2 separate regions of the Mus musculus genome follow, and region 2 is linked to region 1. The links are chromatin contacts, called in public ChIA-PET maps. All regions are on one chromosome and are shown on one strand. The core of a region is the stretch at or near the end of the contact, and the rest is flanking DNA. Distances in the headings are between cores, read along the strand shown.

The links. ChIA-PET counts read pairs in DNA pulled down with a chosen protein or histone mark.
Region 2: an RNA polymerase II ChIA-PET map of memory CD8 T cells shows a contact between it and region 1, with 7 times the contacts expected there. The contact joins two enhancer-like sites. A contact is called at or near these places in 3 of 15 datasets of contacts at CTCF or cohesin (CD8 T cells, the NIH/3T3 cell line and large pre-B cells), 22 of 484 Hi-C or Micro-C datasets (CD4 T cells, CD8 T cells, CD8 central memory T cells and 9 more), 12 of 115 datasets of contacts at active chromatin or transcription factors (the 230-238 cell line, CD8 T cells, Th17 cells and 6 more) and 3 of 9 other capture datasets (adipose tissue, liver and pancreatic islet).

Annotation. Positions count from the first base shown.
Region 1 is chr8:81,496,596-81,499,295 of GRCm38.p6, reverse strand. All of the region lies in intron 2 of Inpp4b (inositol polyphosphate-4-phosphatase, type II), which reads right to left. Among named protein-coding and RNA genes, the nearest start is that of Gm51582, 160 kb to the right of the region's middle. Within about 2 kb of position 1,360, at least 25 of the 459 cell types and tissues checked have an H3K27ac peak or open chromatin away from gene starts, as enhancers often do. A contact at or near this core is called in CD8 T cells, the G1E-ER4 cell line, Th1 cells and 5 more, where this site is marked.
Region 2 is chr8:81,766,159-81,768,858 of GRCm38.p6, reverse strand. It overlaps Inpp4b (inositol polyphosphate-4-phosphatase, type II), which reads right to left. Exons shown (of 25, transcript NM_001024617.3): 6 at 647-765. Among named protein-coding and RNA genes, the nearest start is that of Gm25267, 390 kb to the left of the region's middle. Within about 2 kb of position 1,293, at least 162 of the 459 cell types and tissues checked have an H3K27ac peak or open chromatin away from gene starts, as enhancers often do. A contact at or near this core is called in CD8 T cells, the G1E-ER4 cell line, Th1 cells and 5 more, where this site is marked.

The sequences.
Region 1 (2,700 bases), core at 111-2,610:
ATTTCAGTCTACTTTAAGTACTTCTATGCTGCTGTGGAAGGTTGAACATGCTTGGCCCATGCGAAGTGATACTATTAGGAGGTATGGTCTTCTTGGAGTAGATGGGACCCTGTTGGGGGAAGTACATCACTGAGTTTTTGAGGTGAGTTTTGAGGTTCTATGCTTCAGTTCCATTCAGTATGGAAGAGAGCCTCCTCCTAGCTACCTGCAGAAGAGAATCTCCTTCTGCCTGCCTTCAGATCAAGATGTAGAACTCTCGGCTCCTCTAGCACCATGTCTGCCTGAAAGCTGCCATGCTTTCTGCTATAATAATGGACTGTACCTCTAAAACTGTAAGCCAGTCCCAATTAAATGTCCTTATAAGAGTTGCTTTGGTCATAGTGTCTCTTCAGAGCAATGAAACCTTAACTAAGACAGAAGTGTTGTTTAGAACAGGTTTCCTAACTCCTTCTAGGACTGACCCCTCATCTACACACAAAAAAGATATCAGACCACGCTTAAAGTGGAGCGTGTGGGAGAACAGTACGTGGCCTGCACACTGTCTCCTACTCTATGTGTGAACCTATTTCTATAATTTAGCTAACAAACTTTGAAATATTTCTGATGTCCTATATTGTCAGAAGTGACTGCAAAAAAAATAACCCTCATAAAGTGACACAGTCACTTTAAACCCAAGAAAAAATTTAATAATCCTATCTGAAGCATTAATCTTTGCTAACAGAGACACTTTCTCATAAGTGATAATTCTGTGTTCAAAATTCCATCACAGTGAATAAAAAGTTTCTTCTTTTTAAAAAGATGAGTTAATATCATAGAACAAAGGTAATGAATTTTTCACTCAGTTACATTAAATGGTTGGACATCGATTCTATATCAGCCAGATTTCCTGTTAAGAGGTCAGTATGTAGCAAAGGTGAAAAGATTTTTCTTAAACATATTATTAAGACTAAGGTAAGAGCTTCAGGAAGACAAAAGTAAAATGTACCCCCCCTGTTTTCACAATGAGTCCAGTGAGTGCCATTAAATAATTGAGCATGGGTGGGGTCTGATGCTTACGGTTTATAGTTTATGTGTGTGTGTGTGTGTGTGTGTGTGTGTGTGTGTGTGTGTGTGTGTGTGTGTATGCATATATATATAATTTCTTATGGAATGGTTCAGTTTTATGCAGCCTATCTCATCCCCAGTAGAATGGAAGAAAGTGTACCACTGTTCTTTATATCCATTAGAGGTAATGAGTACTGAAACAGAAAGGGACTTTCTGCTTAGAGATCAAAAAGCTGTTGTTCCAAACCACACAGCTTTAGAGAACACTGGAAACACTCTGGTAGTGAAGAGTTGGCTAGACATGACAGGGACCACGCAGTCTCTGTTTGTTCTGGTAGCACTCATTGTGCCAAAATTTGAGCATAACCATCAGTGTCTGTAGCACTGCCATGTGGAAAACACACATATGCAAACCCTGGCACTCAGTAGTCAGTTGCCATGACTGATCTTGAGAGAAAAAGAGAGTAATACCCCCAAAACCAATGAAGATATCTCAGTAAGAGTGGGTAACACAGGAAGCTCTGTCTATCACAAAGAGGACTCAAGGTGTCACCCGCAATACAGGATGAGTCAAACAGCAAGATAAAGAAGCAAGAAGAGACAAAGCATAGAAACTTGTTGCACAGTAGACACTCTTTTTTAAAAAATAAATCATTTAATCCTTTTTTACAGTCTAGCTGTCATCCCCTTCCCTGTCTACTCTCTGACTGTTCTCTATCCCATTCCATCTTCACAAGGATGCCCTCAATCCCCAGCTCCCCACACCACTATACTTTCCCACTCCCTGGGGCCTCCAGCCTCTTGAGGGTTAGGTGCATCTTCTCTGACTGAGTGGAAACCTGTAAGTCCTCTGCTGTGTATGTGTCAGGGGCCTCATATCAGCAGGTATATGCTGCCAGGTAGGTGGCCCAGTGTCTGAGAGATCTCAAGGGTTCAGGTTAGCTGAGACTGCTGGTCCTTCTACAGGATCACCCTCCTCCTCAGCTTTTTCCAACTTTTCCCTAATTCAACCACAGGGGTCAGTAGCTTCTGCCTGCTGGTTGGGTGCAAATATCTGCATCTGACTCTTTCAACTTCTTATTTGGTCTTTCAGAGGGTGGTCACAATAGGCCACTTTTTGTGAGTTCTCCATAGCCTCAATAATAGTGTCAGGCCTTGGAACCTCTCCTTGAGCTGGATCTCAATTTGGGCCTGTTGCTGGATCTCCTTTACCTCAGGCTCTTCTTCATTTTTGTCCCTGCAGTTCTTTCAGGCAGGAAAAAATATGGGTCAGAGTTTTTGACTGTGGGATGGCAACCTCTGCTGCAGGTGGGCTCTATGAGTTCCCTCTCTGCACTGTAGGGCATTCACTTTAATGTCCCTCCCTTTGAGTCCTGAAAGTCTTCTACCTCCCAGGTCTCTGGTACATTCTCCATCTCCACTCTCCTGAGGTTATCTGTTTCCATTCTTTCTGCTGGCCCTCAGAGCTTCATACCTTAAAAATGTTAACAAGACAAAGAGCGCAAGTGAGGATGCCTCAATCCCACTTGGGAGGAAGAAGAAAGCAATCGCAGAAGGGAAAGGGAGGGACCTGAGTAGGAAAGAGGACATGGAGGGGACGAGAGGAACATGATCAGATATTGGGTGGGTGGTAGCAGACACTCTTGAAATTGAAAG
Region 2 (2,700 bases), core at 44-2,543, 270 kb before region 1:
GTACTTTGAAATGCATACCTAGCAGAGAATATAAAGTATTTACTGTTGGACTAGACTGGGCCCCCGGGTGTGAGGGGAGAGCAAAAACCTCTTCACTTGTTTTGAACTATGTGGGTACTTTATTCTTTTTCCCTCATTAAATATATTCATTCCACTGTATTTAAAATCAACATAGATAATGTACATAGAGAAACACAAATTTCTAGACAAACATTCTGTTCTGTTTGGGAATTCGGAGTGGAAAGCTTTTTTCTGGAAGAAAACTAAAATCTTTCAATGAAAAGTCCAGTTCTTCTCCATGTGTTTACTCTGCATGTGCTTAGACATTTCAGATCTGTGTTCCTTAATGACAGACAAAAGCAACAGCCAGCAAGAGACCACAAGTTAACTCAAGTCAGCTGTTCAGAGGGGCGGAGGGGCAGGAGAGAGCAAGAGGTGGGGGGAGGAGAGAGCAGGAGCACAACACACACACAGAGACAAAAGCTTGCACAGAAAGAGAGTGGGGGGAGGGAGAGAGAGAGAGAGAGAGAGAGAGAGAGAGAGAGAGAGAGAGAGAGAGAGAGAGAGAGAGAGAGAGAGAGAGAGAGAGAGAGAGAGAGGCAAAGGTGGACAGAGTCAGAGAGAAACACGTGCAAGCCAGGCTCACCTCCACAATTTCTGTGCTGGAGTACCTCGTCAGGGTCTGCTCCACCGGGTGGATTACTGAGATCTGGACTACTGTATTCAGTTTCCGATCACTGACAGGAGCCACAAGATCCCTGCAGGCTGGCAACAGCAAAGGAAAAAGAAAGAGCAGGAAAAAAAAATAGAAAAAGAAAGAAAGAAAGGAACTCAGTCGATCTCTCTAGGCAAACTTCTGAGCAGAGCTGAAATCAACTTTGTCTAGCCGGTGAAGGAAATCTCCTGGCTCTCAGCTGGCTTTACAGAGGAAGTCTCTTGGAAGTACCTTACAGAAATAGGAAGTCACGTGCTGCCAAGCTGAATTGAGAGTTCATTTCCACTGACCACATTTGCAGCACATGCAAGTCTTGAGTGCTCCGGGATGGCAGCTCCAGTGTGTGAAAATGTAGACACACACAGCCAGGGAATGTGAGGGCTCTAATTAGCCAATAACCCCTAGGGCTTCTTTCACACTCTTGCATGAAGTAAGTTGATTTGGGCCACAGCCAGGAAACTAAGATGTCTCTTGTTGACACTGGCTGGGTTAAGTCAAATGTCTGAATGTACGCCTCACAATCCTCTACCTGGTCCTCTATAGTCCTCGGCACTGAGGAAACAGGAAGGCTGATTACTCTGCCACAGCGGAGCTTAGGCAGAAGAGGAAGCAGCCAGGGGTTAAAGAGCCCTCTGTCTGGACTTCAGGACCATCCAGAGAGAGAGCAACTTGGTAATTGTTGCCCAGGGGCCCCACATTCTACGAGCTTTTCCTTGACACAGCCTGGCTCCTGTTACAGCGCCAGCTACAGGACTACATTCCCTGGAGTGTTTTCCTCTGTTGCATAGCATTTTCTAGTTTTGGAAAGGAACAAAATAGCAGGAATAAAAGATACTCCCTTTCAATAAGTCTAGTATCTACTCTCTTCCCTACTTTCCACCTCTGATTTTGAAATAGTATTTCTACTTCTTGAAATTGACTGTGATTAAAAAGTCCCCTTTGTTCAGCAGACGCAGTTTCTGGTAAAGGGGAAGCAGCCCCATAAGTGGTTCGCAGTGATGGTGTCCAGGGTTCCACACCATCCCTATCCCATTCAGGGACCAAGAAGACAGGCAGAGGAGGGGGTGGCTTTACCCCCTGCAATGGCACCTCTGCAGTTTGCAGGGGCACTGGGACAAAGGTAATACTCCTTAAATTTGAAAGTTGAAAGCAAAGCAATTTATAGATGTAATTATCACCTTTCAATGGCTTGCAGAGCACCTTATTTATAGAAGGGGAATGAGAGAAAATACAGGCCCTTTCAAAGGAAACCCATCTGGCTTAGGCCCACTTCTGATAAATGCTGGGGGGATGCGGTGTGTGGGGGGTGTTATTTAACTTTTTAATGTCTTGAAAAACTTTTGGAGTTTTATTCCTGTCTGGTATTTTGTTGTTAAATTTTTCTTACTGAAATCATATGCCTTAAGCAAAACAAAAGAAGCTAAGGAAGGCATGGGTGGAGAAAAAATAGCTACCGCTTATTTAACCTTCCCTGTTTTGAGGAACTCTGCTCATTAGCTATATCAAAATATCCTTCTCTCCATTTCTGTCCTTGGCATACCAACCTGATCTCTGGTAGAGTGCATCGGCCTTTGGGAGACCCTCTAACACTACTATTTGTTGCTCACCCTGATAAATCTACATTTAAAGATAATCAAACAAAAACCCACCTACACATGGTTTCAATAATATCAATATACCACTGGAAAATGTCTTTCACTGAAAGGTTTCCTGCTCTTCGGTGGTTAGTTTGATCATTTCCTTGCCTTGCCTTATGATGTGCATTTCATTTTAGCACTCTTGCTTTTCTCTTCGCTGTGAACCTCTACTGAAGCTGACAAGCATCTTGGGAGTTTAAAGCGAGGGGCTTTGGAGTTTCACATGCATACACCTCGCCCACTCTCTGGTGGCAGCTTTCCCTCTGTCTTATGAGTGCTTGACATCTTTGATCAAAATAAGTCACATCCCTTCTGAGTTCTTATCAGGCTTCGCTGTGGCTGTGGTTA